Linked DNA regions of Mus musculus: region 2 is linked to region 1. A link is a contact called in public HiChIP or PLAC-seq data. All regions are on one chromosome and are shown on one strand. The core of a region is the stretch at or near the end of the contact, and the rest is flanking DNA. Distances in the headings are between cores, read along the strand shown. Region 1 holds the start of Ppp1r12b (protein phosphatase 1, regulatory subunit 12B). Region 2 holds the start of Igfn1 (immunoglobulin-like and fibronectin type III domain containing 1).

Region 1 (7,359 bases), core at 1,321-3,820:
AAAAGTGGCCCCCCTAAGTTGTCCTTTTCAACTCCACACAAACATGATGGCATACACATATACACATATGTACACAAACACACACTAATCAAAATAAAAATAGTAAAAGAAACGCTGTTGCTAAGTTATACTATATTATACTAAAAAATAACAATAATACTTAATATTAAGATGGAGAATGAATGAAGACACCCAGCTGAGCTCTGCTCCTCACATGTATGGAGAAGTCACCCTTCCAAGAGTTCAAATATTTAGTTTAAATCGTATTTAAAGTTGACTGTCGTTCTCTTACCACATTCTATACCCAGTTCTTTACTCGGTGGGCTAAGGGGCTTTGTGCTTGAAATCTGAAAAATCAATACCACAGGTAACTCTCCTCCTTCCTAGGATCTCACACATATAAAGTTTCTGAAGTTTCGCCTTCCCCCTCTGTATATGGGAGTCACATTATTACCAACTACAGCCACTGCAGAGGAACACTACCAAAATTACATGAGAGAAGACACAGGAAATCATTCTTAAACAGCAAAGTACTATATAAAAACTGGTTGCTATGTATAAAACTTTAGGTGGGATCCTGAATAAAACAGGCTGAGAGGAGAATTTTCTTCCATATGAAGAGAGCAATCAGAACAATATTAAGCTATTAACTAAGTATATTTAAGGAAGGGGCTTAATGTAAACTTGAATTATTATTTAAAAGTGGTTTTGTTTTTGAGGGTTGGGGGGAGTGTTATTGTTTGATTGGTTGGTTTTTTGAGACAAGGTTTCTCAAAAAAGGTTTCTCCCCTGTCCATCCTGGAACTCACTCTATAGACCAGGCTGGCCTCAATCTCAGAGATCTGATTGCTTCTGTCTCCGATGTTCTGGGATTAAAGGCATGGTCATCACCACCCGACAAAAAGTTGAATCTTATGTGCACTCATTCAGGTTGCACATACAGCAAAGGAAAACTAAGAAAGAGAGCTGTGAGCTGTGGATGTAGCTCTGTCGGTAGAGTTCTTGCCTGGCTTGATCCTCAGCACTGCCCAGACTTTGCAGTCCCAGCACTGGGGACATAGAGGCAGATGGATCAGCTACATGGAGAGTTCTAAGTCAACCTGAACTACATGAGCATCTGTGTGGTTGTTTTTTAAAAATAAAATAAAATAAAATAAAATAAAAATAAAAGAGAGGTGAAGGAAGAGGAAGAGGAAAAAGGAAGGAAAAAAGAAAGAAAGAAAAGAGAGAAAGAAAAGAGAGAAGGAAAGAAAGAGAAGAGACGAGAAGAGAAAAGAGTGGGTGCCCAGGTCTCAGCTCACCAAAATAACTGGCGAAGTTCAAATGGGGAGAGAGGGTGGAGTTATGACAGTCAGTATACAGAGAATATTGTTGCATAAGTGAGAGAAATCAAGGCGTTATTATTAAGCACAAGAACTCTCAGATTACCTGTAACTCGTATATATAGTCATTTCTTTTTTCGAAGGTTACCATTTCTACAGACAGATTCAGAAATAAAGTTGAAAGCCTACTCCATAAGTCCTAGACAGAAATAATTCTGTCCCTGACTGAAGTAGTGCTGCTGTAGAGAAAATGAGACACCCATAACAATGAGGTCAAGGGTGTTCTAAGGGTGGCCTGGAGAAGACACAAATCACACATCAGCAAAACAAGTGGCGTTTCAAAAAAGCTGCCTGTCTCCATCCACTAGTGGGGTTTCCCTTTAATTGACCCTAAGACATTTTAATAACTAGGCCACGCAAATAGAAAGTTGAATTTTCTGAAAGGGGAGCAGGCTAATGACAGTGTGAGTGGCATGAGGTACAGGCACAGGAGAGAAGTAAAGATGACTAATCTATAAAGATAACACCAAGGACCAAATCATCAGTCACCATGACAACCCAAGTAGGTGGAGGGAAATACAAACACTGACCAGTCACCCGGGTGACACCAGTCCTTCAAGTAAAGACCCACACCCTGGTTATGAGTGGAAGAGGGTGGCCAAGAATGTGAGTTGACTGAAGTGGCATGGTCTTTGCAAGAGGGCTTTGCGGTGACACTATATATACTCTTGGTGAGGCAACTCACCGGGGTCACAAGCTTGCAGGTCAAAGACCCCACACAACAGAAAGAGAAGTCCTACCTGGTGCAGGGCTGTCAAGCCGTCCACGTTGACCGTGTTGATGTCCGCACCTCTTGCCAGAAGCTTTTTCACCTCGTCCGTGTCCCCGCTGGAGCAGGCAGCTAGAAAGACCGCACCGTCTTCGAAGCGGACCCTGGGGCTCCCGCGTCTGGTCTGCAGCTGGCGCCCCGCGCCCTGTCGCTCCGCGGGCTCCTGCTCTGTCAGCGAGCCTCGCCAGCGCCGCAGCTGCTCAGCCCGCCGCGCTCGCGCCGACTCTGCTCGCTTCCCTCCCAGGTGCTCCAGCTCCGCCATTGCTCGAGCTTCCGCAGCTGCTGCCAAAAGTACCACCACAAGACTGTTGGTAGCCCTGTGTGGCCACTGCCGCCTCCCTCGGAGGGCTTCAGCCAGGGAATGAAGGCGGAGGCCCCCGCGCCGCCATCTTTACTCCTCCCGCTAGTAGCACCGCCCACATGCTCCCTTAGCTTCAGCACGCACGCGCTGCCCAACCCCGCGTCAGTACGGGACTTGTAGTAGGAGACCTGCCCTGAGGGCGCACTGGAGCCCTACGGGAACTACACATCCCTGGATGCATTACAAACCAGTCAAGGACAAGCTGCACCCTCCTCCGAGGGGGAATCTAGCACCTATGCCTGGAAGAAGCTGCAACTGTCTCCCAGACCGGTGGCATCCTCTTTCTCTAAGCATTTTGGGAATCGTAGTTTTTTTTATTGCTGCGATCACTAAGCTGAACTCCCTCCCTAATAGTCACTTAACACTTCAAGAGTGGAAAAAGCAGCAGTAATTACCCTTATTTTCTAGAAAAGAAGACTAAACATGAAGTAACAGAAGGATGATATTTCATGTCCTGTTTTTTTTTACATCTAGTTTTATTAACATGTATTAGTTATGAACGTGCATGGAGAAAAGTATGCATACACATACAGTATTATAGTTTTACATAAATTATTTTCAATATGACATTCACTCCAGGTCCAAAAAGATTCCTGACTGTTGAAATTTTTCATTTCACAAATTTCACACACACACACACACAAAATGTGAACACGATTAGGTCATCAGAAAAAAGAACTTTTATTATTTCCTAACAAATGAACACTTGCCCGTTGCTCATTTTCTATTGGAATAAACTAGGAATCAAATGTTGAAGAAATAAGTAATGCCAGGCAACTCACACCTGTAACCCCTGCACCCAGGTTGCCAGGAGTTTTAGAGCAACCTGGACTACACTGTGAGTTCAAGGTTAGCCTGGGCTACAGAGTGAAACCTGTCAAATCTATTCCCCTGTGAAAAACAAACCACAAAAGGCAAGACATTCAACGTCATCCTTTGCTGCATAGGCAGTTCCCGGTGGCCTGGACGACGTGACACTTAGTCTCAATAAAACAAAAGCTCTTTAACAAGTAATGAGATTTTCTTGGTAATTTGTCAACATGGAACCTCTTCTTATTAATAATTAAAATTACCCAAGTTCTCAAATAGAACTCTGCCAAATTGATAAGAGAGATATTGATACCAAGATAACGTAGGAACCAGGCATGGTGACACGCACCTGTTATCTTGGAGGATCAAGAGTCTGAGACCAGGCTGGCAAGATGGCTCAGCAGTTAAGAGCAATGACTGCTCCTCTGAAGGTCCTGATTTCAAATCCCAGCAACTACATGGGTTGACATGTCGACAAATTACCAAGAAAATCTCATTACTTGTTAAAAAGCTTTTGTTTTATTGAGACTAAGTGTCACGTCATCCAGGCCAGCCAGGAACTGCCTATGCAGCAAAGGATGACTTTGAACCAGATAGCTCACAACCATCTGTAATGAGATCTGATGCCCTCTTCTGGTGTGTCTGAAGACAGCTACAGTGTACTTACATATAGTAAAATAAATCTTGAGAGAGAGAGAGAGAGAGAGAGAGAGAGAGAGAGACCAGCCAAAGCAGCAGAAGGAGACTGCCTCAAATACAAACACATAGAGAAACTAGGAGAGATGATGTAGCCGTGAGCTTCTTGCAGCCCTCCTGCCCTGGTTTAATAGCACGGCCCTGGTAAACAACAGCCACTCAGTTTTGCATTTCACTGCTGCATCCTACTTTGCCAATAGACTGGCTTCTAGTAAGACCTTTTAAAGTAGGATAAAATTTTCAGGGACCAATAATGTTACACCTTGTGGGACTATGTTCTGTTTTGTTTGGTTTGAGATGGAGTCTCATTTACTCAGGCTGGTCAAAGATGAATGTGAGATCCTGATCCTCCTGCTTCCACTTCCCGTGGTTTGACTCTGTTCTTTTTGTATATTCTCTCTCTCTCTCTCTCTCTCTCTCTCTCTCTCTCTCTCTCTCTCTCTCTCTCTCTCTCTCTCTCTCCCTTCCTCCCTTCCCCTCTCCCTTCCTCCCTCCTCCCCCCTCTGTCCTTTCTTTCATTCTTTATTTAAATTACTGTTTTTTGAGAATGGTTCTCTACTGTTTAGGTTGTCAAGAACCCCATGATATTCCTCCCACTTTGGCCTCCCAAGGGCCAGGAATAAGCCACCATATTTTGTTTTGTTTTTTTATAAGCTTAAAATTTAACAATAACTCAGTCTTGGGGCTGGGGATGTACCTTAGTTTTCAGAATGATGGTCTGACATAAACCAGTCAAAAACATTTGTCTGTGGGCTGGAGAGGTGGCTCAGGGGTTAAGAGCACTGACTGCTCTGCCAGAGGTCCTGAGTTCAAATCCCAGCAACCACATAGTGGCTCACAACCATCTGTAATGGGATCCGAGGCACTCTTCTGGTGTGTCTGAAGACACCTGCAATGTATTCGTGTATATATAAGGAATAAATAAATCTTTTAAAAAGTTTTTGTCTGTAATTATAGCACTCTGAACGTGGGAGCAAATGGATCAGAAATTCAAAGCTATCTTTCTGTAGGGGGGTTGAGGCCACCCTATCAACGTGCTGGGGCAGGGCCCTGGCAATACATGAATCTTTACATTTTTTTAAGAGTATTTAAGAAACTTAAGCTATCAAACTTGTTCAGTGAGCTGACAGTATACATTTATTCTTTGAAATTTTTGGTTGGGTGAAGGTGATTTGGGAAAAAACAAACAAACATAGCTTTAATTTTAAGTAAGAAAACCTTTTCAAGTTTACAGAGACAGATGTTTTATAGTATAGTTTTTGACTGATGTAGTTAAAGCAATTAAGATAATAATAATTATTATTGTTCTTACGAACCACATAGCTGGAAGATACATTTCTCTCCAATTAGGTGGGTATGCACTTAAATTATCTAAAGAATTAAGCCTTTTATGCTTTCTGTAAAAGTCTCCAAAGAAAGTGTTATCCTCTTACTTCTACAAGAAAAAAGAAAAAAACAAATACTCCAGTTACAGTAAGAAAGTAGTGTTCTCCCTGTTTCTGGAACCTCCCACTGTCGAGACTGATTTTTTCTGAGACAGCGTCTCTTTTGCCGTAGGCTGAACCTGTGCTTTTATGAGTAGCAAATGCTAACACCTAGCTCCTTTTATTTTATCATTTCCTCAGCTACACTATAAAGTAGGAAAAGGTTATTTTAGTCAATCTATCTTATTTACTGAGTTCTATTGCCCTAGGGGTGTACCCTGTATGACTACTCCTGTCTTTATACTGCATTTCACTGCACTTTTAGAGAGCTCTCAGTATATTGTATAAAGAGGCTTAGAGTCTGTTACCAATTCTCCTGGTCAGTCAGACTTTGTCAATTACTTCTGTTTATTCTGCACCAATTATACTGTTTGAGTTTGCTTAGGGATGGATACCCCAAGAAGATTCCTGAATTCATAGCCTCATTTAGAAATTTCTAGCTTTTGATTATCTGAGCTTATCACAATCTCCGGGGCATAAGGAAGACTTCCAAGTAGTGTCCAGATAAAGTTGTTTCCCTAAAAGCAGAAAGGATTCTCCAAAAAAAAAAAAAAAAAAAAAGACTCAGACATAATTTTCTCAGGTAAAGACATCAAATGAACCATAATGCAGAAAGCCCCTAAGAGTGCAGCAGGCAGTCACCAAAACCTAAAAGTGAGAGGCAGAACTACAGCCATGGCAGCGCAGCGCTCGGCACAGCCTGGATGGAACTGTGTCAAACAGCTGTGCTGGCTTCATGACTTGCGTCATTTCCTATGACTGTGCCAGTGTATTGATTTGTGTGTACCTGCACGAGTATCTGCTCACAGGTAGGTGTGAGTACACACCAATGCCAGAAGAGGGCATCAATCCCTGGGTTCTGAAGGTACAGGTATTTGTTGGACCCCAACTCGATAAATAGGCGCTGGGATCTGAACGTAGGTCCTCGAGATTGAATAGCAAATATTCTCCCTACTAAGACAAACTCAGCAGCCTGCTAATAAAACATGTGTAACTACCAGTTAAGTCCAAACAAACAATCCTGTGTACAAATAAAATACATTTTAGAAAATATTTTCAAAAATATCTGGTCTAGGGAGATGGTTCAACAGGTAAGAGTATTTGCTGTGCAAGCATGAGTACCTGGGTTTGAGTCCCCAGCACCAACATAAAAAGCCAAGCACAGCTGATTGTACCTACAGCTGATAGCTCCTGCACTAGGAAATACATGGTGACTCACGAGAGCTGGCAGGCCAGCCAGCCTAGTTGCTGGCTTCAATGTGCTTCTGGATCTGTGAGAGACCCTCTCCTCAGGGAATAGGTTATAGAGAAATAGAGGAAGATCCCCACCATGACGGACTCAGAAGAGCTACCAAGGTGCATCTGCTTACCTACACACTCAGGTAGACACAACCCACACATACCACACACTACACTCATCCACTGAATAAATAACTGGGCCAATCCAGATTTTTATCAAGTAATAATTTTCCATATTCATACTTTAATTGCAACATTAGAACACTCTACTTTTAAAGATAATGACAAGCTTGCCATGGTGGCACATGTTTATAATCCTAACACTTAGAAGACAGAGGCAAGAGGATTGGGAGTTCAAGTCTGGCCTTGAGGTCAGCTTGAGCTATATGGGACCTTGCCTCAAATGAACAAAATAAAATAAATAGTGATGATACCTAGGCAGGAGGATTGTTGTGAGTTTGAGGACAGCCTGGGGTTTAGAATGAGGCCTTTGCCAAAAAGAAAAAAAAATCCTAAATTAGGGTACACACATTTGAGCCAAGAACTTGGTAGGCAAAGGCAGACAGATCTCTATGAGGCCGGCCTGGTCTAAATAGCTCCTGGCCAACTAGGGCTGCA
Region 2 (7,359 bases), core at 2,384-4,883, 1.1 Mb after region 1:
CCAAGTTATTAAGTCCTTTCTCCTGACTGATACTCACTTGCTCTTGCTCTAGAGTCAAGAGTAAATAAATGCTCTGTGACAGAATGCTTGTCTAGTGTACAAAGGGACCTAGGTTCAATCCCCAACACTACAAGAACAAATAGAAAAGAAAGATAGCTGTTTAACAAAACAACACAATTTCCCGTGACTTCCAACAAGTGGCAGATACCAATAGCTTGCAGTTTGCCTGAAGTACACCCTGAGTGTGGATGGTAGGATACCCTGAGATCTTGGGTCTTTTCCTGCCATCTCCTTAACACGAGGCTGGTGGATTAGTTTCTTTTCTCCTTGATGTGAGGAAATACTTGACAAAAGCAGCTTAAGGAAGGAAATTTATTTTGACTCATAGTACAAGGGTATCGTCCATCATGACAGGGAAATTGTGGTGGCTGAAGTGCGACACAGCTGGTCACACACATCTCACTCAGAAAGCAGAGCATTGGGCACCAAAGCTTTGCTTGCTTTCTCCTGTTTTATATTCGACGACCCAAGTCCATGAAATGGTGCCACCCACCTCAAGGGTGGGTCTTCAAACCTTAACTAACTCTCACAAACGGATAATTGTAGACTCTGTCAAGTTGATAATCGATATTAACCATAAGTCCACTCCTTGTCAACTTGACATCAAAACATCACTTTTAAGTTATAACCTTCCACCCCTTGTCCCCATAGGCTCTTGGGCATCTTATAATGCATTCAGCCCAACTTCATAAACTCTCACAGTCCTTTTGTGAGTTTTTAAGAAATGTGCTTGTATATGTGTATATGAGGGTATGCCATCTGTGAGCAGGTACCTGCGGAAGCCACAAGAAGATCTCCCACAACTAGAGTTACAGGAAGTCATGGCTCACCCAGCATGAGTGCTGGGATCCAAACTTGAGTCCTCTGTGTCTTACTTTGGGTTTCTATGGCCGTTACAAGAGACACCTTGAACATAGCAATTCTTAAATGGAAAGCATTTCATTGGGGCTGGCTTACAGTTTCAGAGTTCACTATTGTCATGGTGGGAAACATGGCAGTGTACAAGCAGACATAGTGCTAGAGAAGGAGCTGAGAGGTCTACGTCTTGATCTGCAGGCAGCAGAAGTGAATTGTGAGCCACTAGGCAGGCCTGAACTTCTGAGACTTCAAAGCCAGCCCCTTCAGCCCAATCAGGTCACACCCACTCCAGCCAGGCCACACTTCCTCCAACAAGGCCACATCTCCTAATAGTGTCACTCACTCTGGGCCAAGCATTTAGCATTAAGTCTCTGGAGCCATTCCTATTCAAACCACCACACTCTGAAAGCACTATCCATCATTAACAGTTCTAATAGTGTTCAAATGTGAAAGTGAAGAATCCTTTTTAAGACTCAGGCAATCTCTTAACCATGAGTCTCTGTATCAGCACACAGTAAAATTCCTACTTCTGAAGAGAGGAATCCATGACAAGAAATATCAGCAAGCCAAACATGGAAACCTGTCCATTATCTGGGGTTCCTAATGGAATGATCATCTAGATTCCAAAAGGCCCAGCATTCTCGAGAACATCTTTAATCTCAGCACTCAAGTGGATCTCTGTGAGTTCAAGACCAACCTAGTCTACATAGTGAGCTCCAGGACAGCCAGAGCTACAAAGTGAGAGCTTGTCTTGAAACAAACAAACAAACAAACAAACAAACAGGAAGAGAGAAAAGATTCCAAAGGGCTTTAGTAAAATTTCAACTCCCTTTCGAGCACACAGGTATCCTATTTCTTAGGTCGGTGTTACTTCATGACTACGGATTTCTTTGTCAGACATCTCATGGTCCTGTCATCTCCAACATCCTGCCATCTCTATTCTAACTTAAGCTTCATCTTCCTGGCTTCATACAACGGCTAGTTTCCTTAACAAGTATAGCTTCTTCCTCAGCATCAGCCTTGTCCACAATGTTAAATTCCACCCTCTCATCTCCAACGGGCACATTCCTCATATCTTGCTTCCCTACTATTCCTGCCATCTTTACTCCTCTCTAGTTGTAGGCCCGTGTAAGCGCAGTGAACAACAACCATGCCACTGCGGGATGCTAGTGCTATCTTCTCTTGAGAGTTCCTCTGACAAACCAACTAGCTGATTACTTTAAAATTCTGCCCTAGTCAAGTTCTCAGGACATGGGCAGATATAGACAGGTTCTTTGCCACATAAATGGCCTGTGGTCCAGTTCCCAACATTTCCTCTTTTCCTTTGAAACCTCATGAACACCCCTCCAACCTCCCACCCCCCACGCCCCCACACACATACACACACACACTGAATACCTCTTCCAACATCCTGGCCTTCCAAACTCCCATCAGAATGACCTACTAAGCTCAGCTTGTGCTTTAATGCTTTTCCAGCTCCAAGTTCCATTCCCCACCCCCTGCCCCCCACATTCTTCCCAGAAACCAGTTCTAACACGGTCAGATTTGTCCCAGCCACAACCTCACTCTGGTTACTAGTTATTTTTCCGGTTGCTGTAGCAGAATATCTGGTAGGAGCAATGTAAGGAAGGAAGGAAGGAAGGAAGGAAGGGTCACCTTGGCTCACAGGACACATCCATCATGCAGGGGGCACAGCATCAGGCATGACATAAGTAATCACATAGTATCTTCAGCCAAGAAGCAGAAAGAGATGAAGAGCCAACATCCAGCTCTCTTTCTCCTGGACCCCGGGCCACAGGACAGTGATACCCACAGTTATCCTGGGTCTTCCCATCTCAATTGGTTTAGAAAATCCCTCACAGACATGTTGAAGGTTTGTTTCCTGTGGTTCTAGATCTCTTTAAGTTAATAATCAGTACTAATCAGATATTTAGATATTTAATGTTTTGGAGTATTAGAAATCTAGTCCACCAGGTCCTGGTCTTGACCCTAATAGACCCAAAAAGGATCTAGAATCTCAGTGGTAGGTGCTATGAATGTCTAAGACGTGGAGAAATACAGACACCATCAGAGGTCATAGAAAGAGATGTATGATCTTGGACATGGGACTTATATCTTGAGCCCAGTGACCTGGCTGCTCATATCACACTGTCCCCTTACCAGGAAAGGCCTCTGAGTACCCAGTGATTGTATTGATATGGGAGAAAAATCACATTAGGATTCCTCTGTGTAACTAGCAATTGAGACTAGCGAACTCTCCTCACAGTCCCTTGATATTTAGAGTAGGGCCTTCCAAATTCCAGGCTCTATTTATTTATTTTTCTATTTATTTTTAAAAAGAATTTCACTCTTATTATTAATTATAGATATAGTAAGGCACATGTGTACATGAGTGCAGGTGTCCATGGAGACCAAAGTGCTGGACCTCCTAGAACTGGATTACAGATGGTTGTGAGCAACTTGTTATGGATGCTAGAAATCAAATGTGAATCCTCTTAAAGAGCACTTTTAGCTGTTGAGCCATCTCTCCAGCACCTAGGTTTTATTTTTTGCAATGATAGGAATCAAACCTAGGGCCTCATTCATACAGACTAAAGCCCTGTAACTTCTTAAAGGTATGCAAAAATAAGCCAATAAATACCTTTTAACAAAGAAAAATAAAGGTATGCACTAAGCACATAATGTTTAACAGACCTTGTGTTCGCATCTCATTCATGCTGGGACATTTAGTAGAGGGCTGGCTGGGCTGAACAAGACACTAACATACATGTGTCCTCATGCCATGTCCCTCTGGGACTGGTTTTCCTGTGTCAGGTAACTGTAGGAACCTGCCCCCTCCTCCATATTCCTTCTTGCTCGTCCCTCTCAAAGATGGCAGGCTGCTGCTCTTCCCCAGGCTGAGCCAGCTGCAGTTGGCTATGATTAATGGCATCTATTAACAGCAAGTTGTAAACAGATCAGGTACACAGTGCCCATGAAGATCTCACCTCCCTAAACCCCTTGCCACCCCATGACTACTCTTTAACTTTCCAGGCTCCTGCTTCTCCCAGCCTGAGAAACATGGCCTAGGGAACGCTTTACTAAGGGACTCAAAATGTTTTGGAAGTAGGAAGCAAACCTATGGGGCAAAGTCCAGAATCCTAAAATTGGGCCAGGATGAAGGCCCAGGTCAGGGAAGCCGATTTGCAACAGCCTCAAAGAACTATCAAGGCTGCCTCTAGGCTGCCTGGACTTGGGCAAATTACCTCCCCATCTCTGGGCCTCAGTTTCCCTATTGAGTGAGCAATTGGCTCGAATATTTTCCAAACTCCTGCTAGAATCATTAGAGCCGCAGAGATCCTTATGGACATCGCTAATTAGTCCCTGCAAATAAGCAGGCTCACTCCACTTCCCCAACCAGCTACCAGTGTCTGTCCAAGCAATAGTTCGGTTTCCTTCTGGTTAATTATAACCAATTTAAGAACCAAACCACAATTTCTTAGGGGGAACATCCAGAGGAGGATGGGAGACCCTCAGTCCAGAAGAACCCATAACTTTCTGAAGATTCTCTCCTTTAACCCACAGAATAAGGACATGCCTAGGAGGTCAGCTTAACCCATTTGAACAGATGAGAAAAACGGGCCCACAGAGACACCTTGATGGCGGGTGAGTGGCAGCTGGAGAGATTAGGATTAGCGAGTCTGGGTCAGCCTCTGGTCTCTCAATGCTCCCCAGAACGCGAACTGAAAGCCTTTAAAGCCCGGAAACCCAGCCAACTATGAATGCAATCTGAGGTAGGTAATCTCTGCGTGTGAAGTGATTATGTGTAAAAACAGTGGATTAGTGTGTCCGTGCAGCTATGTCTCCTGGGATCAGCGGGACCTAGCCTCTTACCCCGCCTTGGGACACAGAGCGGTGACCTCCCTAATGCAATGCAAGACCACCAGCACTCGCGCGTGGAGCTCAGTAACCCCGTACATTCTGCTGTACGTCTTCACCCGGTTTTCCGCAGCGACCTAAGCCTTTTGCATTCTGGGCAGGAACGCTGTGGGTTGAGATCCTGACCTGGGGGCTCGCGCACCCCCACAGCAGGAAAGCACAGAGGCTCTGCAGCAGGATCCTCCCTTCTCAGAAATCCTTCCAAGCTCTGGGGAAAGCTGAAGCCAGTGGGCAGCCCGCTACACCGCAGACGGTCCGGGAGATGTGTCACATTTTTCTCCGGGTTAATTACCTCGGGCTGGGAATCCGAGCCGTATCTGTCTCGGGCACAACAAGCCTTGTCGCCTGGTGGGAGAATCTTAATCTTTCTAAGGTGACAGCTGCTGGCCTGGGACAGAAATGTCCTTATTCTGGGGGCGCCACCTGTTGCACTAAACTGCAAAAAAGCCCAGGAGTCTAGATTGAGGTGGAGCCTTTCGGAACAGGGTGACCAGGATTGGACAGATGGAATGTCAGATTACCCGTAGGCGGGGCTAGGGTCGGACTTGGCTTAGAAGGAAGTCTCTCTTGGTGAGCCCCACCCACTTTATCCCTGAAACACACAGGGCACTTGCCCTTTGCGTCCACATGGGCAAATATTTAACCTTTCCATTTTTGCAGTGGCTTGTGAGTCTGGGTGTCCTGCAGAGTTTGACACATAACAGGCACCCGATACCTGTTTGTTGAATGTGTAAGTCCATCAGCTTGTCTGTCTCCTAGGAAAGTGCTGTTCCCAGACTAGCACGTATTTCATCACAGGGTTATGACTTGTCACGTGTGTCGCTAAGTAAAATGCTAAGCATCCAAATGGGCGTGTTTATCACTTTCAAAGGTAAGTCAGATGAGATCGACAATTTTTTGTTTTTCATTTTAAATTTGTTTTTAAAGTTTGTTTGTTTGTTTGTTTAATTTTATCTATATGAGTACACCGCAGTTGTCTTCAGACATACCAGATGAGGGCATCGGATCCCACTACAAATGGTTGTGAGTCACCATATGGTTGCTTGAAATTAAACTCAGGACCTCTGGAAGAGCAATCAGTGCTCTTAACTGCTGAACCACCACTCTGACTCCTCGATATTATTTCTAATCAACCTAATAACTTGAGCTGGTGGAGTGTATGATATCAGCTATTTGGAATTTTGAGACAGGAAGATTGCTGGAACCCCGGATTTTGGAGTTAGCCTGGGCAACATAGTGAAACTCATCTCTTAACAACAAACACAAATTACAATAATTGCCTTGCAAGTGGGACAGAAAAGGGTGAAGACTGTGGGGGATGCTGGCTGTTTGCTGCTTCTTTTGCTAATAACAGCTTCTGATGACATCTTGGGAGATGGCCTTGGGTGTATCATCTGACCTTTCTGCTAATCAACAGGCATTAGACCAAGTCCAGAGCATGTAACTAACTCTCTTCTATAGAGATGGGAGGGACCATCACTGCAGACTTACCCCTGTGGAATGCTATGAGGGAGCGGGAGCGCTCTCTTCCTTCCTCTTCATGTCTAGTTCCTTGGCCATTTCTTAGACTATATGAATTTCACACTTACTTTCTGTGTTTGACTATTCAGTGTCTGTTGCTTAAGACTAAAGCATCCTAACTGTGGGAATCACAACCACGTATTCCTGCTTTAGACAACCTGGTAAACATCCTTCCTTGATGCTAAACTGAAAAAAATCCTCGGTGCCTCCTTTAGACCCCATGAACTACAAATTCTATCCCTCTTCCCCAGGACATGCCTTGGCATGGTTAAGAGAGTTGTCATCCCCCAGATTCTCATATGATGTTCAAGGCATCCATTGCATTGACCCCTGTCTAAGTGCATTCTCGTATGTGCTCTTCGTGGTCTGTGTCCCTAAATGGAAGATAGCACTCAGCTAGATGGGTGAAAGATTCACTCGAGATCCATGGTTCTCAATCTGTGGGTCGCCACCCCCTTGGAAGTCAAGTGACCCTGAGACCATGGAAAACACAGATATCTGCATCACAATTCATAATAAAAACAAAAATACAGTTATGAAGTAGTAAGGAGATAATTTTATGGCTGGGGGGGTGGTCACCACAATATAAGGAACTATATTAAAGGCATTATATCACAGCATTAAGAAGGTGTAAACCGCTGATCTAGATAGAATTTGTTTTAATTTAGCCATTAGGCTCTAAGCTTTGTTAAGTCACACCAAGGTCAAGTGAGCTTGCTTATTCACTCTTATCAGCCACATTATACTGGACTATCCACCGATGCATCCTCCACTATTCACCCCTTGTATTTACGTAAGTGGGAAACAGACTCAGCCTTCATTTCAATAATGCATTTTTTTAAACTGATGTTCTCTTTTCTTGTATTCTTCTTATCCCTTCTAATTGTGGTTTGGATCAGAAATGTCCCCGACAGGCTTCTTATTCAATGCTCCAGTTCCCAGCTGGTGGCATCATCTGGAAGATGGTTTAAAGCTCAGGAGATGGGGCCTGGCTGGAGTTGA

Evidence for each region. HiChIP or PLAC-seq counts read pairs in DNA pulled down with a chosen protein or histone mark.
Region 2: a contact with region 1 is called in a FOXA1 HiChIP or PLAC-seq map of pancreatic cancer cells. The contact joins the promoter of Igfn1 here to the promoter of Ppp1r12b in region 1. A contact is called at or near these places in 1 of 39 promoter capture datasets (liver) and 1 of 115 datasets of contacts at active chromatin or transcription factors (pancreatic cancer cells).

The regions. Positions count from the first base shown.
Region 1 is chr1:134,953,370-134,960,728 of GRCm38.p6, forward strand. It overlaps Ppp1r12b (protein phosphatase 1, regulatory subunit 12B), which reads right to left and starts at 2,571. Exons shown (of 24, transcript NM_001368827.1): 1 at 2,123-2,571. The coding sequence starts at 2,413.
Region 2 is chr1:136,002,709-136,010,067 of GRCm38.p6, forward strand. Igfn1 (immunoglobulin-like and fibronectin type III domain containing 1) reads right to left here and starts at 3,634. Exons shown (of 27, transcript NM_177642.3): 1 at 3,613-3,634. The coding sequence starts at 3,634. It also overlaps a transcript of Tmem9 not described here.